Linked DNA regions of Mus musculus: region 2 is linked to region 1. A link is a contact called in public Hi-C data. All regions are on one chromosome and are shown on one strand. Each heading gives the region's core, a stretch centred on a gene start, on an enhancer-like site or on the middle of the called end of the contact. The rest is flanking DNA. Distances are from core to core; before and after follow the strand shown. Region 1 overlaps Ppfia2 (protein tyrosine phosphatase, receptor type, f polypeptide (PTPRF), interacting protein (liprin), alpha 2). Region 2 holds the start of Lin7a (lin-7 homolog A (C. elegans)).

Evidence for each region. Hi-C and Micro-C count contacts between places; a contact is called where the count stands out from the background.
Region 2: a Hi-C map of cerebral cortex shows a contact between it and region 1, with 3 times the contacts expected there. The contact joins the promoter of Lin7a here to the enhancer-like site in region 1. A contact is called at or near these places in 5 of 39 promoter capture datasets (embryonic stem cells, frontonasal cranial neural crest, hippocampal neurons and 2 more), 5 of 484 Hi-C or Micro-C datasets (cerebellum, cerebral cortex, cortical neurons and 1 more) and 5 of 115 datasets of contacts at active chromatin or transcription factors (SST interneurons, embryonic forebrain, embryonic hindbrain and 2 more).

The regions. Positions count from the first base shown.
Region 1 is chr10:106,619,508-106,625,444 of GRCm38.p6, reverse strand. All of the region lies in intron 3 of Ppfia2 (protein tyrosine phosphatase, receptor type, f polypeptide (PTPRF), interacting protein (liprin), alpha 2), which reads right to left. Among named protein-coding and RNA genes, the nearest start is that of 4930532I03Rik, 20 kb to the right of the region's middle. Within about 2 kb of position 1,909, at least 6 of the 459 cell types and tissues checked have an H3K27ac peak or open chromatin away from gene starts, as enhancers often do. A contact at or near this core is called in SST interneurons and cerebral cortex, where this site is marked.
Region 2 is chr10:107,267,836-107,273,607 of GRCm38.p6, reverse strand. It overlaps Lin7a (lin-7 homolog A (C. elegans)), which reads right to left and starts at 1,777. Exons shown (of 6, transcript NM_001039354.1): 1 at 1,666-1,777. The coding sequence starts at 1,747.

The sequences.
Region 1 (5,937 bases), core at 660-3,159:
ATGCCTCAGTGTAGGGGAATGCCAGGGTGGGGAGGCAAGAATGAGTGGGTGGGTGGGAAAACACTCTCATTGAAGCAGAGGGAAGGGGTGGGAGAGGGAGTTTCCAGGGAGGACTGGGAAAGGGGATAACATTTGAAATGCAAATAAAGAAAATATCCAATAAAGAAGTAGTTTCTTGTCTTCTTTATGCAAAAACACTTCCTTTAAGCCATTTCATAAGAAAATGATGCAAACGATGGAAGGAAGGAAAGAGCCAAAATAGTTACCAGTCCTGCGGAAAGGACTTGGGTCATTTTGTGTTAGCATGAAATAATAAAGCTTTGTTCATAAAGACAACAGTCACAGTGAATTAACATTCTATTCTGCATCTCATGCTGAATAAAGATCAGAATATTATAGAAGCAAGGATAATGTTGGAACAACTGTAGACTACACTAATTCCCTATTCATGCATTTTCTTTCTTATTCTTCATGATATCTACAGCCACCGTTGCCATGGTAGAAAGAACATCATTTCCTGTTTAATTTTACTTTCCCCAAGAATTTTGTTTAGAAGATAAAGCCAATCACTGTCATGTTTTTAACTCAGCTAAGAATAATGGCAATAGGTCAACACCTACATTCATCAAAGGACTTTGTATGCCATTGTGTGGACCTCAAAAAATCCTCATGAAGAAGCATCTCTTCCTTTCTAGTGTATATAAAAAGTTATTTTATTATAATCATCAAATATATTTAAAATCACATAGCCAAAATGGTGTAAAGTCTTCATTTAAAATCCACTCTATTTGATTATCAAGTACCTTATTAAAGTAAGATTTGGCAGTAATTTATCTGACAAGATTTTTACTTGATGTATAAGAAACAAAAATAGGTTTCTAAATTTATTAATTAATGCATACTTCATATAAAATAATTATTAAATGTCATTGTATCTGATTTACTATGCATTTTTATTTTATGAAATTAAGCAAAATTTCCTAGCTCACTAGATGTGGATTGTATGGAAAGGGGAAAGGAATCAGAGACTTCTGTCCTTAATAGAGATTCACAATTTCAGGCTAATCTGTGGAAGGATAAAACAGCCATCATATGAGACAAAGATTGCTTTAGAGATTGGGTAAAATCCAAGTGTTTTGATTTCTGCAGGCTGTATTTGAGAGTACTATTACTCAGTAAATAAAAATGTCACAGTGGAGGATGAATATACAAATCTGGAGCCACAACTGAATATAAATTGAAAACAAAAGACTGGATGAGGTCAGTAAAGACATGAGTGTTCATAGAAAAGACACTCTGAACATTGAGCAATGAAAAGTAAAGAAGCAATTGATGACACAGGGAGCACAAGAAAGTGACGCACGCCTTTAATCCCAGCACTTGGGTGGCAGAGGCAGGCAGATTTCTAAGTTCGAGGCCAGCCTGGTCTACAGAGTGAGTTCCAGGACAGCCAGGGCTACACAGATTAACCCTGGCTCAACAAACAAACAAACAAACAAAAACAAAACAAAAAGAAGAATAAGATGGATGTGTACTTAAAGTCCTGTCAATCAAGTAGACGGTGGCAGTCAAATGAATTTCAAAGAGTCCTGTGAGAACAAATATGAGGAGGACTGAAAATTAGCAATAGGCTATTAAAATACAGAAGTTATTTTGGTGGAACAACACAGAAAAGCTGAACCTTATTGGTTCAAATATAAATGTGAATTGGGAGAACTAGAAGCAGTATTTATAAGCCACTAATTTTGGTAATTATGAGCACGTGATGGGCCTGAATAATGTGAGCACATGTGTTTGTGTGCAGTTGCATGTGACCATGTGTGTGCGTGCTGAGAAGAAAGGTTTGGTAGCACACGTCCGTTTCAATCACTACGCAGTATGTAGTGAGGCAGCGTAAAGCACTAAGCACAGAACTTGTCAGTTTGGCTCCATTAGCAATTCAGCTTGCTCTGGGGGATCCCTGTACGCTCCTCGAGCACTGGGATGCAGGACGCTACTTTGCCTGCTCAGAATAAACGTGGGTTCTAGGGATCCAAACACAGTTCTGCACATTTCCAGAACAAGGGCTTTATTTCCTGCACTATTTTCCTGGGCACATAAAATCACTCTGCAGCACGAGTTCTCAAAAAGAAACCGGTAAGTGAAGGATTTGCTAACAATGAAAAGAGAGGAAGGAACAACACATTCACATGGAAGGGGAAACCTCTAAGGGGGAAAATGATGCTAGAGCATGCAAAGAACCGAAGGTGTAGAGTATGATCACTGAGCAGAGGAGGGGGGAATCTGCGACACAAGAGACTAGCTTTCGGGAGGAGCTAAGACTCCCTTGGGAAATAGATGATAAAGATGGGCTTGGAGCTCAACAGCCACCATTAGCAGTTGTGGTGGTAGAAGTTTGTATACATTCTCAGGAACTTGGAAGCAAGGATATCAGCTATATAAGACTGAGAGAAAACGTTTTTTTCTTTCTCAGAACTTAAAATACTCAGAAACAGGCTTCAGCATTATTTTAGGTCCATATCACTGTATTATAAAAAAAGTATTATTGTCTTTGTAATAATAGGAACACTGAGAAGCATGGACCTGGTATACTTATCTGGAAACCTTGTTATTTGCTTTATAAAGATCTATATTTATTTTTTCCCAGTCAAATTTTGTCTCTTAGTCTGATCATCACTATTGTTCCGGTCATGTTATCATTTTCATGTCGTTAATGAAACTTGATAAGTATATTCTATGCCAGTAACTAAAGGAGAAATACGTGAAGTGCGGCTTAGGAAGGAATAACCTCTAGCACATCTTCAATGTACCTGCTAATGCAAAATTATTTAAAAATGTATCAGATCGTAACCTCTGCCTGTAAATATAGGCAACTGAAAGACAGCAATCAAGTCTTCGTTGTTCAGCTTTCTTAATAAGAGGTTATGAGACACAAAATTAAGAATCTGCTATGATATCAAAAATTATATGGCTACATAATATATTCAAATTATCTTCCTTGTACTTGACATTCACAACACGTAAATAAATGGAGGAAACAAATATTAACATTTCATAACTAATGTAGAAAGTCTTATTGCAAATGATCCCCTCTAATATCTCCAGAGTACACAATCAGGAATGTAATTATCGTGCCCTGAAAAGCGTTATCTACATTATATGTCCTATTCACATGAATAAATATTAATTTAATTGAACTGATTAGGTGCAAAGAATTGGATGTTTCCTTCAATTCTGATTGTACCGCTATTAAGGAGTGAACCAACTTCTGATTGAACCAACTCCTAAGAGCACTGGCAATTATGCCAAACAGTCTCGAGACTATATTCCTTTCTTTTTATTTTCTGAATGAATAAAACATTGACTTAGCATCCCTGAACCCAAGTTTTCTTCCCTTAAGAGTGGTTTAAAATAAGTTCTAACTCACCTGGATGCTCTGAAAACCGAGATGAGGCATGCATTCCTAATTACATCATGTTGGATATATGCATTTTAAAATGACATCTAAATCACCCACTGTTTTAAGGTTTCCATTGCTGTGAAGGGACACCATGTCCAAGGCAACTCTTATAAAGGACAACATTTAATTGGGGCTGGCTTACAGCTTTAGACATTTAGTCCATTATCATCATGACAGGAAGCATGGTAGCATCAAGGCAGACATACTGGAGACTGAGCTTAGAGCTTTACATTTTAATCCAACTTCAGCTAGGAGAAATTGTCTCCTGCAGGCATCCAGGAGGGTCTCTCTTCAGCATCTAGTGGAGCTTGCACATAGGAGGAGGCCTCTAAACCCCACCCACAGTGACACACTTCCTCCAATAAGGCTTCACCTCCTCTAATAAGGCCATACACCCTAATAGTGTCACTTCCCATGAACCAAGCATATTCAAACCACCACACCCACTAAGATCCAGTTTCAGTGTCTTTTTTTTTTTTTTTAATGCTTCAGCAGGCCAAAGTTAGGAATTCTTATCATCTCCAAACTACTGTGTGTTAGCTGCAATACTCTTTAAGATGTTCAATAGACTGGTCATAACCAGTCCCTATGCCTGCCTCTCAACGGAGACCTTGGGAAACTTGGCCAGTCTCTCTTGTTTCTGATTTTGCTCAACAGTGTAGGTTAGGACATGTGTGACCCTGCAAACCAAAATCATTCTCTTTTACTGCTTTCTATTCTCTGATAATTTACTGTAATAGTTTGGCTAGCACCCAACTTCCTCTTCATGGCAATTTATATTACTTTGGCTTGGGCCTCTATAGGGCAAGAGCCAAGCTCAACCACATTCACACCCCAGGCCTAGCTCCAGGCATGCTGCTTTGCTGGTAAACTCCCCAGAACCTTGCCCACCAACTCCATCTGTTGATTCCTAAGTCAACCTCTTCTCACACATCTCCAGCTTGGTTCTTGCTGCTGAGTTGTCCTAAAACCAAATCTGTCCACACAGTCTCAGTACTCACGGTCCTAGCTCCAGACACACAGCTTGTGCAGTGGTTTACCTGAAGAATACACCCAGTACAAAACCTACCAAGCTTTCTCTACACACCAGGTCACATTCTTGCTGTTCAGCTCCTCTACTGGCCCATGCTGAGGGATGTTACAATCTCATATCAGACTCACAACCCATTAAAATCTACATACCAGTGTAACATCACAAAACCACAAACAATATTAAGAGTGAAGGCATTATGTTTTATCCAAACTTACTAGCCCTCTAGAAATGTTCTTTGATAAGTATTACGTAAATGAACCCCATGATACAGAAGTTAAAAGAGCAATAATTCAAGGGTGGTAAGAAGACATGAAAAGAAACATCAGTGAACTTGGAGAGGATGAACAAAAACTCCTGGATCATGTCTGAGAAAGCACAAACCATTGATGAATAAACCAATAAAGGCGATACATAATCTGAAACTTGACTTCAGTAAATAAACAGAAATCCTGAAGCATACTCAGGCTGAAATGAAGACACATGAAGGGAAAACAAAAACATAAAACACAATAATAAAAAATATCAGAGAAAGTTTTAGCGGGAGAATAGATCAAATATAAGATAGACCATCAGAGCTTGAAGACAACGTGGAAGAACAATCTCTCTCAAGCACAAACTATGAAGAAATTTTAAAGCACACATATGAACATGGATAAACATTAATTATAAGGCATAGAAAGAGAAAAATCTTAGGTCATTGTCATAGACCTGACCGTTAACAGGTTCACAGAATAGAACTTCCTGCAAGTTAAAGAAAGACATGCCCTTGATGGTACACGAAGCATACTGAGCACTGAAGGATCAGGGTCAGTAAAGAAGCACCCTCCCCATAGTATAGCTAAAATATTAAATGTAACACACAAAGAAAGGCAATAAGAGTCCTTTCAAAGACTTACGCTACCTCTCATATCGAGGGTACATGATGAGGAGGGATGTACTAATAAAAGAAAGTTAACAAGCCAAATAAAGACAAAACCAAATAAAGCAAATAGTGGCTTAGCTATGCTCATAACCCTGAAAGTGATGAGGCATAGATGGACTGCGAGAACACTTGAAAGAGAGATTTGAATTCGAGGAAAATGAGAACCAATAATAAGTCCAAGAGGTTTCCTAACCACAGGACAGGACAAAGCTGCCCTAAAAGCAAAAGTCGTTCATGAGTGTGTCAGCTTCAGATGAAATCTCGGAGGTCCCCTTTTGCAATTAGCAATTTTAAGATACCAATTAAATGTAGTTACAAAGTGTATTTGAGTAGAGTCCTCACAGGAGACGGTCATTTTAGATGCCTTCGCCTTTTGGTGTAATGAATAAGAATGATCCAATGACAGACCCTATAGCACCATGTTATAAAGAGAGTCCAGAGAAACAAAGAGCTGACAGGAAAGGATGCTAAAAGGATAAATTGATTGGCATCATAGCAGCTCCAAATGTTTAAGCCAAGAAC
Region 2 (5,772 bases), core at 528-3,027, 650 kb before region 1:
TAAATTTGCTTGAGTATGTTGTCTTCTTGGAGTGTTTGCATCTAACATAGTTAGAACTTGGGTTGTTTAATATAGTTAAACTTGGGGTGTTTAATGACTGTAATTCAGTAATGGGACAATAGAAGAGCTCATCACATTAAAACAGAAATAACTTGGGAAACCCATCGTTTTTAATAGCCTGCCATCTGTTTGGCTCTTACCAGCAATGGATTTATCCTGCTTAGTACAGATGATATTGGGACTAAAATCATAGATTATACGACGGACTTCTGAGCTCTTTACTCTTATTAATCTGTAAACGAACATTTCCCAACATAAAAATCAATTATTTTTCAACTCTTACCCTAAGTAAGGTTGCTATGGGCACCGCATAATATCCGTTCTGGCACCAACAGATTGAGTTAAAGTCACCAGAGATCTCTCCACATTAAGAACCTCAAATACAGTTTACCAGCTTTGCCACTGTGCTCGCTGTACGATGCTCTTTTTGCTTTGCTGGGCCGCTAGTTTAATCCTCCAGAAAGAGAAATTTTAGAGGGACAAGGACTAAATCATTTTCTTCTGAGCACAGCATTTTCAAATGACTGCACCGGGTCCTAAGCCCCGCCGCTGCGGACCCAGAGCTAGAGGTGCCCTCTCTCTGCAGAGCTGGGGACTCTGGAGCCCTAATAACTAACTGGACCTGGTGAGGCAGAAAGGAAACTCCCATCCACCGCCAGGTACTACTCGGGTGCACTCAGCAGGGCCCGATCCTAGAGAAAGGTTTGGAAAGGTTTGGAAAGGTTTGAGCAAAAGCTCTTTCCGTTTCAGCCAAAGAGTAGGACGCACAGGTCACAGGCTAGAAGTTAAACAGTTACCCAGCCTGCGCTTTGTCTCCGCGCCTTCTGCAGCCCAGGCACTGAGGTACACTTGACTGGTGAAGAACAAGGTTTGCTGGAGCAGGAGACAGGAGTTGCTACCTCCCTGGAACTGCAGGCTGAGGGAGTACCAAGACCAGAGCCGCAGCTCCGAGCGGGAAGCTGGAGCCAAGCCGGCTCGGCTCCGGATGCGGTGTCCCTGAGCCAGCGAAGGTTGCCCGAGCTCTGCTCTGCCCTTTCGCCCGAGGGCAGCGCCCTAGCCAGGCAGTCCCGCGGCTTTGCACCCAGCTTCCCAGCCAAGCGCCCTGCCGCCCTGGGGCGATCTCCCAGTCACAACAGCTGCACAGACCCCTCATCTCCAGCGCGGGGACAAACTTCCTCCCTTCGGGTCCCCGCGCCGGCAGTTGGCAGCTAGCTTCCCCACTGGTCCCTTAGCAAGCTCTGGCTGGGAGAGCTTTCTCTGCCCCTCTTCAACCTCCAGTCACCAGCGCTCAGCGGTCCCGGCGCATCCTCTCCAACAAAGCCGGGGCCCGGAGGCGACCCGGCGAGGGACCGAGACTGTCAGCTGAAACATTCGAGCCCTGGCAAGCACCTACGCCCCGGAGAGCGCAGCAAGAAGGGGCAGCGGGGACCAGGAGAGGAGAGAGGGGAAGAAAGTGTCCTGCTCCGGGCGCGAAACCCTCCTGGGCTGATCCTCCTCCCCCAGCTGCCCCTGCCCGAGCGCATCCTGCCTTCCCTGTGGGACTGGGCAGGGCGGAGGGCGAAGCGGTGCGGACTGTGTGGCCTGACGGACCAGCCGCTCCCTTACCTCTGTCCAGAGTAAGCGGCTGGACCACTGTCAATGTCGCCATGTCTGCCGTGGGAGCCGAAGTGACGCTCGGCTTCAGCATCAGCAACCGCTTGTAGTGAGAAAAAGAGGAGGAGATTGGGGGCGGGGGTGGAGAGGGAAGACGGAAAGGAGGGGGAGGAGGGGGAGGCAGGAAGGTGGTGATGGAGGAGAAGAAAGCTCGGGTGGGTTGGTAGCCAGATGGAGACTCAACTGTTCCGCCGCGGCGAATCTTCAGTGCGGCGCCAAGCAGGGCAGGTAGCCGCGAGCGCCTGCCTGGCCAAGGAGCTGAGAAAGGAACGCTCAGCCCTAGAACTTTGCTCGCCCACCCGTCAGTAGCTCTGGGTGGCTGTAGCAGGTTTGCTGTCTTTCAACTTTCCACCTAAGCATAATGGTCAGAATGCACTCGAACCCAGAAGAAGAGGACTCAGAAACGGGAGAGAGACAGACAGGGGTAGAGAGGTGGGGGGACAGAATTCTTTTCAGATTAAGAAAAAATTTCAACCTCCCTTTCCACATCCCTTTCCAGAGGAAACGCCACTAGCCGTGGGAGATGTTGCTATATCATTGTAGTTGCTGTTAATTTCTGTTGAAGCTTTTTGTTTAGAACGTCCACTCTCAACAGCACAAGGTAACCGACTGAGGGCCAGGCAGGGTTCTGTTAAGTCAGTGTTCGTTTAGGACCTGGGTACATTGCCTAGGAAAATGACTTGCCTTTACAAGCAAACTTCCTTAAAAGGTTCTGAAATAAAAAACGAGTTGCTGTCAGTGAACAGTATTTATCAGGGACCCTCTCCTGTTAATCTGGAAGAAACTTGTATTCAGAGGTGCTATTTATTAATTAGCATGCATGACAAGAGTTGAGCCACGGATGTTTGGTGCCATTTGCTACATCTTAACCTGGGGATTCACTTTTGTTTTCTTTCTCTGCATCCTCCGAATTACAGGTAGATAATGTGAAAGGCCTTATTTCTGAGTCAGTAGATCACAGTTCAGTTCCTGGAGCCTTCAAATACTGACTATGAGCCTTAATCCCAACTTTCACTAAATGTTCACCAAGCCTCATTTCCTTATCAAACCATGAAGAAACATGGAGAAAGATCCTCTGGGCTTTACCGAGATTGGTGGACACAGAGCTGAGATGGCGATGCTGCCCTCCCTGTGACAGCTAAATCATCCTTGTGACCCAGAGACCCTCAGAGGTAGACCCACTGGGTTGCAGAGTATTTGCGTATGACCAAATGCTACGTTCTTCTAATGAGACTAAGAGGTGAGAAAGCTCAGAAATTCAGCAGGAATTGAAAAGTCAAAGATGACTGACCATCTAACTATGCAACAGATCATTGGATACATGCTGAACGTAGTCTTTCAATGTAGTCATCTTCTAAGAGTTTTAAGTTTAAGAACTTTAACCATGAAATTCAACTTTTCACAGCTCCCAGGATCTGACAAACTTGCAGTCCCTTGTGCATCCGCAGTTTCTTCATCCGTCAAATGAGGGACCAGCTTTACTCAATTGAAAAGTGATCAGATAATAGGAGGAAACTGATAGTAATTTGCAAGGTCTCTGCTGTTTCTGAGCTTTTGATAGAAAAGAATATATTTCCAAGATCATAAACATACAAATAACGTTATATGGACTGAGTGGGATATGTGTGTGTATATATATATATGCATATGTGTGTATATATATATATATATATATATATATATATATATATATATATGAATGATATATTTGTAAACAATTAGAGAAATAGAGACCATAATTAGATAAGAGGGGGCAGCATCAATACATAGAGAAGATTAGAGGTAGGAATCAGGGAAATTATGTAATTATACTTTAAAAATGAAGGAGAATAAAATGAAAGGATATACTCTTTCATGCTGCAGAGATGGCACAATGGTTAAGAACACATGTTGCTCTCTCGGAGGACTCAAGTTCAGTTCGCAGTGCACAGATGATTCCTAGCTCTGTCCTTCTGACTCCACCTCCAGGGTTCTTTGATACCTCTGGCTGCCTCAGCCACTGGCACCCTCATGAACAAACCCAAACAGACACATAATTAACGGTAAAATACACCTTAAACCATGAATTTTTTTTTAGAGCAGTAGACTATATACATTTATTAACATAAGCTACCAATTATGTATTTATTAATGTTTTATTAGCTCTTTATTAGTTTAAGGACTATACTAGGTAAGGACTAGCTATGCAAAGGTTGACAAGATTTAACCCTCGTTCTTCTACTTAGACCTTGATATGTGACAAGCAGTGAACAAGGAGTAGGATCCTGGGCAGGAAGTTCTCTAAGTGCCACAGAAAGAAAGCATTGCAAGCGAGGTCATCATCAGTAGACACACACCCTAAAGGAGGCCAGAGGAAGAAGAAACCCAACTGTTTGTCTTGATAGTAGAATGTGTTTCAAGGCTTTACACAAAATATCAAAGTTAATCCAGTAACCGAGGATGGAAAAAATACCAGGCCCTTGGCCAAAAATGTAATACTTTAAACATAATTTGTGATATAAAATTTGTGCACCAGCAACTGGATTCATCTATCCAAAACCCTTAATTGTATCCATTTCCACATAAACTCCAGAGTATAAGATTTATGATGGAAGAATTTTTGATTTTTCTGTTTCCCAATGGTTCTCCGGCAGCAACATTTGATAGTATGTTTCTTATGTTTTGAGGATCTTGTTTGAAAAATGTACTCTGCCACCGGGCAGTAGTGGTGCACGCCTTTAATCCTAGCACTTGGGAGGCAGAGGCAGGCGGATTTCTGAGTTCAAGGCCAGCCTGGTCACAGAGTGGGTTCCAGGACAGCCAGAGCTACACAGAGAAACCAGGTCTTGACCCCCCCTCCCCCCAAAAAAAAGAAAGAAAAGAAAGGAAGGAAGGAAGGAAGGAAGGAAGGAAGGAAGGAAGGAAGGAAGAAGGGAAGAAAGAAAGAAACTGTACTCTGTCATGTTTCTTTTATGTTGTCTCCTTTTTCTTTCTTCAAGACCTATAAGAGGAAGCATCATTCAAGAGATATCCATAGTTATTATTTCTAGTATTGATAAATTCAGTATCTTTAGCTTATGTTTAAACACTGGTAGAGAAGTATTAACGAGTCAACATGCATACTCTCCTGTTTTCATTAAATATATTTGTGGACTAGTATTTGACACTGTCATTCTGAGATATGGGGAGTCACAGCAAAGTGTCCTAAATTTCTTCTTGTGCTTGCATATTTGTACCCATACATGATTGCCTGGTCACTGAAGTTGCTAACTTCATGCTTCAACAGAGTCAGAGTGCTTGGCTTATTCACATACTATTTCTTTTTTATTTCTATTAGAGTTGTTGAAATATATGCAATTACATTTTAGTCTTATCCGTTTGTTTACCCAGTCACTATATTATTTCCTTAGAAGGCGTATTAGTGATTTAATTTACTGGTAACACATTTTCAATAGAATTAATTTAATTTCATAAATACCTTATTAGTCATCTCATATGTTCAAGGATTGGGAGTGTATTTGATATTCTCCCAGTCTTTCCAGTCCAGAAAAGTAGCTTATTTTCATTCCATTTTGGAGATAAATAAACTAAGACTCAGAGATACTGAACCATTTGACCTGGTAACATTAGCACCTATCACCAGGAGTGCCTATGTTTTAGGGGAAGAAAAGCTAACACTTTACCTTGTTGAATACTTAGTGTTTCAAACATTTATTTCAGAATCACGGGTGCTAGTCTCACTCACTGTCCCTCCTTACCCCTGCTAGCACTAGCCACTAGCCACTCTTCACATTGCTGGAGATAGAGTCAGAGGCAGGAACTTGTGGAGGCAAACATTCTGTTTCCAATGTAAACCACTACAGCTAATAATAAAACAACTGTCTGCTTTGAAATATAAAATCTGTTCTTGCTAGAAACTTCATTCAGAGCTAGTTAAATCCTCTTCCCTTAATTGAATCTTTTTAAATTACATGGCAGAATCCAGAAAAGGTTTGCAAAAGGCATTAGCATACCAAGAAAATATGTTTAGCCAAGTTTTAAATAGAGTATAACAAGCACAGTTTCATATGAGAAAAACAG